Regions from separate parts of the Columba livia genome. Here region 1 is linked to region 2. Evidence: chromatin contacts called from public Hi-C data. All regions are on one chromosome and are shown on one strand. Each heading gives the region's core, a stretch centred on a gene start, on an enhancer-like site or on the middle of the called end of the contact. The rest is flanking DNA. Distances are from core to core; before and after follow the strand shown. Region 1 holds the start of EXTL3 (exostosin like glycosyltransferase 3). Region 2 holds the start of PNOC (prepronociceptin).

Evidence for each region. A called contact is a pair of places that touch in the nucleus more often than the background predicts.
Region 1: a contact with region 2 is called in a Hi-C map of liver, with 4 times the contacts expected there. The contact joins the promoter of EXTL3 here to the promoter of PNOC in region 2. A contact is called at or near these places in 2 of 2 Hi-C or Micro-C datasets (crop and liver).

What each region holds. Positions count from the first base shown.
Region 1 is chr3:2,234,031-2,239,091 of bColLiv1.pat.W.v2, forward strand. It overlaps EXTL3 (exostosin like glycosyltransferase 3), which reads left to right and starts at 3,125. Exons shown (of 9, transcript XM_065055568.1): 1 at 3,125-3,194.
Region 2 is chr3:1,977,848-1,983,075 of bColLiv1.pat.W.v2, forward strand. PNOC (prepronociceptin) reads right to left here and starts at 3,831. Exons shown (of 4, transcript XR_010471053.1): 1 at 3,674-3,831; 2 at 1-102.

The DNA of each region.
Region 1 (5,061 bases), core at 1,875-4,374, 260 kb after region 2:
TGGCTTCGCTCTGCCCTGTCCGTCTGTCCATTGCGGGTCTGTCCAGACCAGGGGGCTCTGTAGCCGGGAGGAACATTTCGAGCCTCCGTAATCTCCGCAAATCCCATCCCTGTGCTGCCATCCCAGCCCCTTTGAGGACGGCGGATTATCCGTGTCCGAGCTGCCACCTGGAGCCGGAGGAAACGGTGCCAGAAAAGTCGGTTATGGGCAAAACTTCCTGGGAGGGACCCCCCGTCCTGGCCCTGGGTCAGCGCCAGGGGACACCCCCGATGTCTGACTTTATTGAAGTGGTTGTACGAAACAGCCGCTGCTGCTCTAGACGTGGGACTTGGCAAACACACCGGTCACAGCAGGAAAACGTGGGATTCCCTTGGATTTGAGGCATTTCTGCAGCCTCGCCCCCAGATTTGGCCAAGCGTTGGTTGGGACAGGGACATCGATGTCCCCAGAGTCACATCTCTGCTCCCGGGAAGCAAGGGGAGCGCGTGGAAAGACATCAGGCGAACAGAGCCAAGGGGCCCGCGGCGCTCGGCAGTGCCGCCGTTTGCTCAGGCTGCCCGGGGCGGTGGCTGCGGGGACGTGGGGACAATGGCTGAGGAGGTGGCTGGTTAAATAGAAACGTAATCCCTGCGGAATGGGATGGGGAGACCTGTGGAGCAGCCCCCCCCCATGCAAACCAAGGGGCTGGGTGCTCCTTGCACAGGCTGGAAAGGGGTGAAAAGAAGAGGAGGCTTAGAGCTGAGCTCAGCACTCTCTAGAACTACCTGAAGGGCAGTTCTAGCCAGGTGGGGATTGGTCTCTTCTCCCAGGCATCAGCAATAGGACAAGGGGCCATGGGCTTCAACTCTGCCAGGGGAAATTGAGGCTGGAGATTAGAAAGCAATTCTTTACAGAGAGAGTGGTCAGGCATTGGAATGGCTGCCCAGGGAGGTGCTGGACTCACCGGCCCTGGAGGTTTGTAAACTGAGATTGGACATGGCACTTAGTGTCAATGGACTGGAGTTGGACCAAGGGTTGGACTTGATCATCTCTGAGGGCTTTTCCAACCCAATCGATTCTGTGATTCTGTGAACTGGGTTAAAAAAGAGGCTTTTTGAGTCGGAGCGAGTGACTGAAATGTCACTTCATGTCTGCAGAAGGCACAGGGTGACATCAGAAAGCCCCGTCCTACCCGCAAGACAAAGCTGGAGCTCAAGCCACACGCGTCCGCTGCTTGTGCTTCTGGTTTTCTGCCAATTCCTTTGGTAATTCTCCCCCATCGTTGCCTGTGGTTCTTTTCTGGGGCTTCTGCTGTTGGAAAAAACCCAGGAATTATATTAGAGGAACCCGCTGCAAACTGGGAACGTGGACCAAAGCACGCGGGGTCTCCTGTTGACCCCCTTTCAGAGTAACATTTGGGATTTAACCCCATTTTTGGGGTGGCCCAGCCCTGGCTGGGTGTAGGGACCCACTCTGCTGTGGTCATTATCCCTTTGGGGTTTTACTGAAGTATTTATTGGCCTTTGAGTAGGATCCCACTGCTGGGCTCAATGGAGCAAAGCTGCTCCATCAGTGTCTTGGGTGGTGACATCTCCTGCCAGCCACCAAGTCTCGTTAATATTTAGTCAATCATTCTACAGGCCTGCACTAATTACCCACCTGAGCTACATTTACTCATTACCCATCCAAGCCTGGGCAGAGAGGAGATGCCTGAGGGAATAAATGGGGCAGAAGGAGTCAGGGATGGGACTGAGACCCCCCTGGCCCCTCCTGCAGCCCTCACCAGGTATATATAGTATATCTATACATTTCTATAGTCTTCTATTATTCTGTAGGTGTGTTTAACACACAAGATCTCGCAACAAGGTGGCTGCTCAGAATGTCACACCTCCAGCCACGGGATGCACCCCAAAAGCTGATGTGCCCCAATATCTGCCTCTTTCTCTCCAAACCGCTGTGCCCCACGTTGCTTATTTTCTCTGGGGTGTTTTAAGGCACCTTCTTTGGGTGCTGGGTGGGAATGTGCAGAGATTTGGGGTGCTGTGTGGGAACAGGCAAAGATTGGGGGTCCTGGATGGGAACAGGCAGAGATTTTGGGTGCTGCCTGGGAGTGGGCAAAGATTTGGGGTGCTGGGTGGGAATGGGCAGGGAGTTGGGGTGCTGCCTGGGAATAGGCAGAATTTGGGGTGCTGGATGGGAATGGGCAGAGATGCGGGGTGCTGGAGAAGAACATGCAGACATTTGGAGCGCTGCCTGGGAATGGGCAGAGGTTGGTACCATGTGGGAACAGGCAGAGGTTTGGGGTGCTGGGTGGGAACAGGCAGAGGTTTGGGGTGCTGGGTGGGAATGGGCAGGGATTTGGGGTGCTGGATGAGAACATGCAGAGATTTGGGGTGCTGCCTGGGAATGGGCAGAATTTAGGGTGCTGGGTGGGAACAGGCAGGGATTTGGGGTGCTGGGTGGGAACAGGCAGAGCTTTGGGATGCTGGGTGGGAATGGGCAGAGGTTTGGGGTGCCAGATGGGAATGGGCAGAGATTTGGGGTGCTGGGTGGGAACAGGCAGAGGTTTGGGGTGCTGTGTGGGAATGGGCAGGGATTTGGGGTGCTGGATGAGAACATGCAGAGATTTGGGGTGCTGCCTGGGAATGGGCAGAATTTAGGGTGCTGGGTGGGAACAGGCAGGGATTTGGGGTGCTGGGTGGGAACGGGCAGAGCTTTGGGATGCTGGGTGGGAATGAGCAGAGGTTTGGGGTGCTGTGTGGGAACAGGCAGGGGTTTGGGGTGCTGTGTGGGAAGGTGCAGAGATATGAGGCGCTGCGTGGGAACGGGTAGAGATTTGGGGTGCTGCATCAGCACGGCAAAGAGAAGCAGCAGCTCCATGCACATCCCCGCCGCTCCCCAGCACCCCGATTTTGTTTGCCCATGAGAAGCCCCCCAAATTCCTCGGGGGTGGCCAGAGCCCACTGGGATGTCAATTGGGGCGTCATATAGGTTACTGTAGATAGCTGTAAATCTCTGGCCCTTAGGACCCCAAAACACCTCCCGGCGGAGCCGCCACCAGAGGGCAGCGCCCCCCCATTTTTGGGCGCCGCTTCCCACAATGCAGCGAGCCGGGCCGGGGGCTCCGCTCCGCTCCGCTCCGCTCCGCACAGCGCGCTGCGGCCGCAGGGACCGCGCGGCTCCGCGCAACCTGCGCAACCTCCGCAGCCCCGCAGGTAAGCGCTGCCCCCGCGCCCAGCTCGGATCCTTCGGGTGCTTCATTTTATTTGCCTTTGCTTTATTTTATTTCCGTTTATCTTGTTTTATTTTGGTTTATTACATTCGGTTTTCTTTTTTAAAAAAAAAATTTTTATTTCCTTTTTTAAATTTTTATTTTTATTTTTACTTTTGTTTTATTTTATTTACTTTTATTTTGTTTTATTTTATTTTGTTTTATTACATTTTGTTTTATTTTTCTTCTTAAAAATTTCCTTTTATTTTTAAATTTCCTTTTATTTTTATTTTATTATTTTTATTTTTACTTCTATTTCGTTTTATTTTATTTTGTTTTAGTCTATCATTTTATTTTCTTTTTAAATTTTACATTTTCATTTTTATTTTTCTATTAATTTCAATTCTTTTACTTTTCCTATTTTAATTTATTTTTAATTGTTATCTTTCCTTTCTTTTCCTTTACAATCCCCCCAGTCCATTGGGGGCACCCAGGGGCTCAGCACCCTCCCCTGCCAGGATGGGGACCCCCCCACGTGCCCCGTTTCCCCTCCCCATCCCACACTGGGGTGTCCCCAGGGTGGGGGATTGTTGGAGCAGCATCAGCAGAGGGGTGACCCCTGGCCAGAGGGAAGGGGACACCCCAAAAGTTAAGGGAAACTTGTCCCCATGGCTCTAGGGTGGCACCGTCTCACCTCCGGCTCCTCCAGGATGGTGCAACAGAAATTAATGGCTAATGTGAAAGCAGCTGTTTAACCAGCGGGATCCTCTGCCCCTGGTGAAAGTTGCTTTTGAGTTTGGTCATTTGGGCCATGGGGGATGCCAGGAAAATTGGCCGCTTTGAAAAGGGCTTTTGAGCCGCAAGGAGGAATCCCAGCTGGGGGGGGAGCCCGGGGGAAATGGCTTTGGTGTCCCTGAGAGGGGGTATCGGGGACCCCTCATGTGCCCATTGCTGCTGGGTTAGTGGTTCTCCATCGTTTGGCTGTGGCTGCGTTAACTCCTCGTCCTGGGATGTCACCCGGGAGAGCAGAAGGGCTGGGAGGAGTCGGGACACCCTGGTCTTGCGTGGTTCCCCCCTCGTGTGGTGGATCTGGAGGTGCTCGGGACTCACCAGCTCCCTCTAATTGTGTTTTGGGACGGTTGGTTGTTTAAAAACCTCAGCTTTGCGCAAAAGCCGCCAGCCAGAGCAGCATTAATGACATTTTTCTGTGCCAGGGAGGGAAGTTGGACACAGGCTAAAGCAAATAAACTTGTATTTCATCATGTTGGCTTTGGGTTTCTTTGTTTTCCACCCTGGTCTAGGCAGCCTGGGCTCCCTACAGCCACAAATGTTTCCACGTCCAACATTCATCTTCAAACTCAGGGGCTGAGCAAAACAAAACTGTTCCTTTCTACAAACCTGTGGAAGCTGCTCTGTCCTCTTCATCCCACATGCTTTTCTTTTGGGCCTTTCCCCTCTCGGTCGATGTGGAAGGGGTTTTGCAGGGTTTTGTGGGGTTTCACAGGGTATCTGCTCCAGCCCCGTCCCCATGAAGCAGCTCAGGAGTGGGTGAAAGATGCTGCAGATGTGGAAGGTGCGAGCACTGACCTGACAGCGGCTGCACATCGGTCGGGCTGCGCGCTCCGCGGTGCGGCTCAGGAGGGAAAGGATGCTGGAAAAACGGGTAATTCATGTTATTTTTGTCACGGGAAGGGCTGTTAGGAAAAAAAAAAAGCCTTGAGATATTTCTCTACCCATCCCCACTGCTGCAGGGCTGGCTGGGTCACAGAATCAGAATGTCAGGGATTGGAAAGGACCTCAAAAGACCGTCTAGTCCAATCCCCCAGATCACGACCATGAACCAGCACTGGGCCCTTGTGGCCAGGAAGCCA
Region 2 (5,228 bases), core at 2,581-5,080:
GCAGACAGTCCCCCCGGCAGTCGCCCCGCGCCCGGGCGAAGAGGCAGAGCAGCAGCAGGTCCCAGAGCACGGTCCTCATGGTGACACTGGCACCGGCAGCGGCTGCGGCACCGGAGAGAGGAAAACCCGTCAAACCAGGACGGCACCGGCACCGCCGAGCCCCGCACCTGCGCCGAAGTATGGCCGTTCTCAGCCCGTCCTCCCTCACCACCTGGTCCCCCTGCCAAAATTATCCTTTTGGGAAAGGAGCCCGACTGCCTCCTCATCCCCAAAACGGATCCGGTGTGTCCCGGCTTAATTTTTTCCAGGCTATCTCATGGCACAAGTCCCAGACGGGGCTTATTTTAGCAGGTGGACGTGGTGGGGCAGCACGTCCCCAGCTGTCCCCTGAACAGGACACTCCTTATCCCAGCATCACCGGAGCTGAGAGAGGTTGTTCTGCTCCGGTTTCCCCTCCCGGCCATTTCTGGGGTGCTGCCGCCCCTGTCTGTATCTTGGGAGGGTTCAGCCATCGCTGCTGGGAGGGATCGCCGGGATCTGAGCCCACCCGGTGTGGAGCAGCAAAGCCAAAGAACCCCGTGTCCTGTCCAGCTTTGCCAACACCAGTGACAGGCAGTGATTAAGTGACATGACCAAGGCTGTGCGCTTTCCCCCCAATTCCAGGCTGTTTAGCCCCACGCATCCCCCCAGCCATCCGCAAACAGGAGGGCTGGTCCTCCTGACCCTCCCCTCGCCCTCATCCCATCAGGAAAAGGGATGTGAGATCCCTGTGGTCCTGGGGAGCAGGTCCTGGGGCTGCACAGTGACACAAGGGGAGGAGGTGGAGGTGACAGAGAGGAACAGGATGGAGACGTGAAGGTTGGTGCCACCCTTGATGGCACTGGGGTCCCTCCATACCGGAGCAACACCCAGAAACACCCGTACCGGGATGTCAGAGATGCGGAAGACCTCGGTGGCGGTGGCTTTACAACCCATGTGTCACTCCAGCAGCATTTCAGGCTGCTTGGGGGGGCGCTTGAGCACCTGGCCAGGGGGTCCCCATTTATTCACACCCCATCGAGATGAGGGGACACCCCCACACTTTGCCACAAAGGCAGAGCATCCACTGGGGTCCCTGCACGGTGTCACGGTCACCTTTTGTCCCCACCAGCCGGGCAGTGACACAGCCCCTGGCAGCTCCCAGTTGTCATTTGCTGGAGGGGACCAGGGGAAGCTGATAAGGGGCAGGAATTAAGGCTTAATCTTCGTCAAGTCTCATTAAAACTGGTTGGCGGTGTGAGTCAGAGGCTTGGCAGAAAGCTCCCAGGAGAGGGCAAACCCCCCAAAAAATCACTGAGCCCCAAAACAGGGTTCAGCGGAGCCAAAGAGGGGGCTGCAACCCACCCCCCAGCACTGCCCCCGTGTCCCCAAGAGCCACCAAGTCCTGGGAAAAGCAGGTCACATCTGGTTGCAGAGGAGGCTGCGAGATTACGGCTCGGCTTTTCTTCCCGGTTAATTGAAAGATGCTATCGGGCAGGATGCGGTACCCTGGCAGCATCACCAGCCGGGGCAGGGGTGGCAAGGAGGGAAACAACCCCCGCTTTGCTCCCCCAAATATTAAATCAGCCTTTCAAAGGGCACGTTTTTCTTGTTTCTGCCCTTGGGTGTTTGGGGTGAGGGGGACGGCAGGGTTGGGGGTGGTGACGGCATGAAGCCCCGTTCTGAGTTTTGCAGCCACAGACCCTCAAGAAAGAGAGGGATGTCTTTTTTCCCCAGTTTTTCCCTATTTTCCCTATTTTTTCAATTTTTCCCTATTTTTTCAATTTTTCCCATTTTTCACCCCTTTTTTTTTTCCTCTTTTTTTCCCCCACTTTTTTGGTATTTTTCTCCATTTTTCCCCCCAAGAAAATCCAACCTGGACCCTATTTCCCAAGGGTTGCACCATCCTGTCCCACTGCCCTCGCACCCACAGATGCCACCTACCCCAGCAAAGGACGCGACACACCGGTGTCACACCACAGCCACCCCCACGGCTCCTTAACAATGGGGCTGCTCCTGGGCACAAACCTTCCTCTTCCTCCCCTTCCATGCCGGGGGTATGAGGATACAACCACTCCATCCCATAAAATAGCTTCGGGACCCCCTCCCACTGCCCCACGGGCGCGTCATTTGGAGTTTACAATCCAGTTGAATGATCCTTATTAATATTCGGGAGGGGGTAAGAAAAATAAGAAGAGGTTTTTCTAGAAATCCAGCCTGCGATTCAGATAACGTTGGGTCTGGTTATCTGTCAGGACAAGCGGCTTTGTATTTATCGCTCTGGGTGGGATGATGTGGGAGATGCAGCCATACAAAAGGGATGATTTGGAGGGGGGGAAGGATGGAGAAGAGAAGAGGTGAAAAGGGAAGCAGGTGCTTGCCGAGATGGGTTTTTATTCGCTTGATTTGAGGCAATTTGGGCTGGGGAGATGCTCCCTGCCTCTCCCCGGGGATGCTCCATCCCCTTTTCCCTATGGGAGATGCGAACTGGGACACATTGGGAATTATCCCAGCAGCGGGATCACCGTCCATCCCCAAAAACCTTCACTGGGGTTTAAATCCAGCGATGCTCTCGCTTTTTCCCAGGTCAGGATCAATGCGGGGCGCACATTTCAGAGCATCTCACTTCCCACCCCCAGAGCACAACCAGCCCAAATTAATATTGCTTTTCCCTGCTAATTTCCCCCCCCCGCTACCCATAAGCCAAGGCCTGATCCAGAGATGCAACCGGGCACGATCTGGACCCAGAGTTGAAGGAGTCAAAGCTTTTCTTTCCAGTCGAAAAAACGCAATATTGTCTAAGAGTGTCTCCCACCGGCTCCCCCAAACCCCTGCGATGCCGCACGGCTTTGTGCTGGCAGCTTTTGGGGGGGATTTTGGGGAGAATCTGAGGGATTTTGGGGGGGGTGGTTTGGCTACAGATGCCTGGCACTCACTAGAAAAATAAGCGTTTCCTTTTGTCGGTCCCCCTCAATCAGGTAATTGGCCATAATTGGCCGAAATTAGACGCTGCAGCGCGACTGTAAACACAGATGTGGGCTGGAGAGGCTGAGAAAAGGCTGTTTAGAGGTAAAAAAGCTCGGGAAGAACATTTCCCTCTGTGTCCCCATAGCTCAGCCATTCATTCCTGCTATTTGGAAGGGACTAAAAAAAATCAAAGCAACAAAAATCACATCATTTTCCTCCTTTTTGTGGGGTTTTTTTGAGGAATAAAAGGGATGGCTCGCAAGGCAGGAGCATCTTGCAGTGACCCTGGTGAAGTCCTGGCTACAAGAAGAAAGGGCAGGAATACTGAATGAGGTAAGTTGTGGTGTGGCGGGTCACCAAATAAATCCCCTAAAAAATGCCGCTCGTCCCGGAGGAACCCACCATCACCCTGTGGGTTTCCCGTGGTTTCGGGCAGGCGTCCCGCACCGACTCCTGTTGCGTCCCTCCTGCTCCGCTCCGCTTGATTTTGGGGGCTGGATGGTGAAGCAGAAACTTTTCCTCTCTTGGGATAAAGATGTTTTTTTTCCCTCCAGGAAGATATTTCATTTAACCCTTAGCAGGGAGGGGAAGATCTATCCATGAATCGGAGCCGGACGGACCATCCTTGGGTTAAAACAGAACCAAACTGAGCCCCCCTAGGATGGAAAATTAAAGCGGATTTTCCTACCTGCGGGTGTGCTGTCGGCTGCCGGCTCCTCTGATCTGTGACTCCGCCGGCGCCTGTGCCACGGTGGTATATATAGACGGTGTACACACGCGTCCCCACACCTCCCTCCCCGCACACGTGCGTCGCTGAGCCCACCCCCGGGGGCTGCCGGCGGAGGGATGCGCTAGCTGGGGACCAGGGATGTGCATCCCTTCCCGCATCCTTCATCCCTCCCTCCTCCTCCTCCCCAAATCCGAGGGGCAGCCCACGAAAGAGGTGAGGGATGTTGGCCTTGTGGTTATCCAAAGGTGGCACCCTGTGTCTTGGGGATGGTGGGGTTGGGATGGAGATTGTGGGGGGGGGGGGGTGTGACGATGTGCCCCAGCCCAGATTTGGGGGGTACAAGGACCTGAAGGTACCAGCAGCTGGGTCAGCCCAAAAATCACCCCTCAGCCCTTTCCGGGGGCCTCTTTTTCCCCCTTTAGACCCCAGAAGGAGGTGAAAGGGGGGGGTCCCCGACCCCCATTACCAACACGCTCCGGCACAGCTGCGGCACTGCCACGCAACCACCGAGCGTGTCGCGCACCGATGGCAGGCGTGCGGGTGGGAATAATGGATTTCAGGCTCAGTGGATGATGCCGGGCGGGCAGGGGGAGCACAAAAACCCCAACTTTACATTTCACAGATGATGGAAACGCCCGGCGAGGCAGACGCAGCCACATGCCGGCACCTCGTGGGGGCGGATTTGGCCGCTCCGGCACCGGGGAGAGACGTTGCCTTTGATTTGGAAAGGCCAAACTGATCCCAACCTTCAATAGTTTCCTCTGCTAAGCAGCATCACCCCATTTTTCTCCTTGTTTAAGTGACCCAGAGCCATAACGTTCATCCCGTTTGCACTGGTACGGAGCCAGAATCCCCCGAGCATCCCACCCTGCCCCACCTCGGCAATTACAAAATCAAATCTGCCGCGGCGCTGTGATCCTATCTTGGTAATTTCTTGTAACGACTCCCCAGGAAGGGCTGGAGATCCGAGCGAAACGCCTTGGCCCGCTTTTTGGTTCGGCTACAGCTCTTAAATCATTGAGTTGAATGCCCCCGGGTAAGAATTGGGATGTGTCGGCGCTTGAGCAGGCGTAAAATAAAAATCTAGAAATGGATCGAAATGCCAAGAAGTGAAACAGCGTCGTAGGAGTGGATGGAGGCGACACGCCTGGTGCTGGGGGCAAGGTATGAGCCTGCATTTGGGGTGTTTTAGGGGAAAATGGGGCTGGTGAGCAATATCATGTAGGACCTATGGGGTAAAGCAGCTCCCCATCATGCTCCCAGGCAAGCGCTGGAGATAGGGATGCTGATTTTTTCCAATATATCCTATACTATTATTTTTTAGTGTATTATATATATATATATAGCTTCAATTTTTCCTTAACCACTCATTTTTTCATTAAGGACATATTCCCCAGCTCTTATGCAAAGCCGAGCGGGAGCGGGAAGGCTTCTTGTTTCTTTTGTTCTCTCCTGGGGTAATTTTACAAGCTTTTGGGGCTTTTGTTCAATGCATAGCCCCCAAAATCTCAGT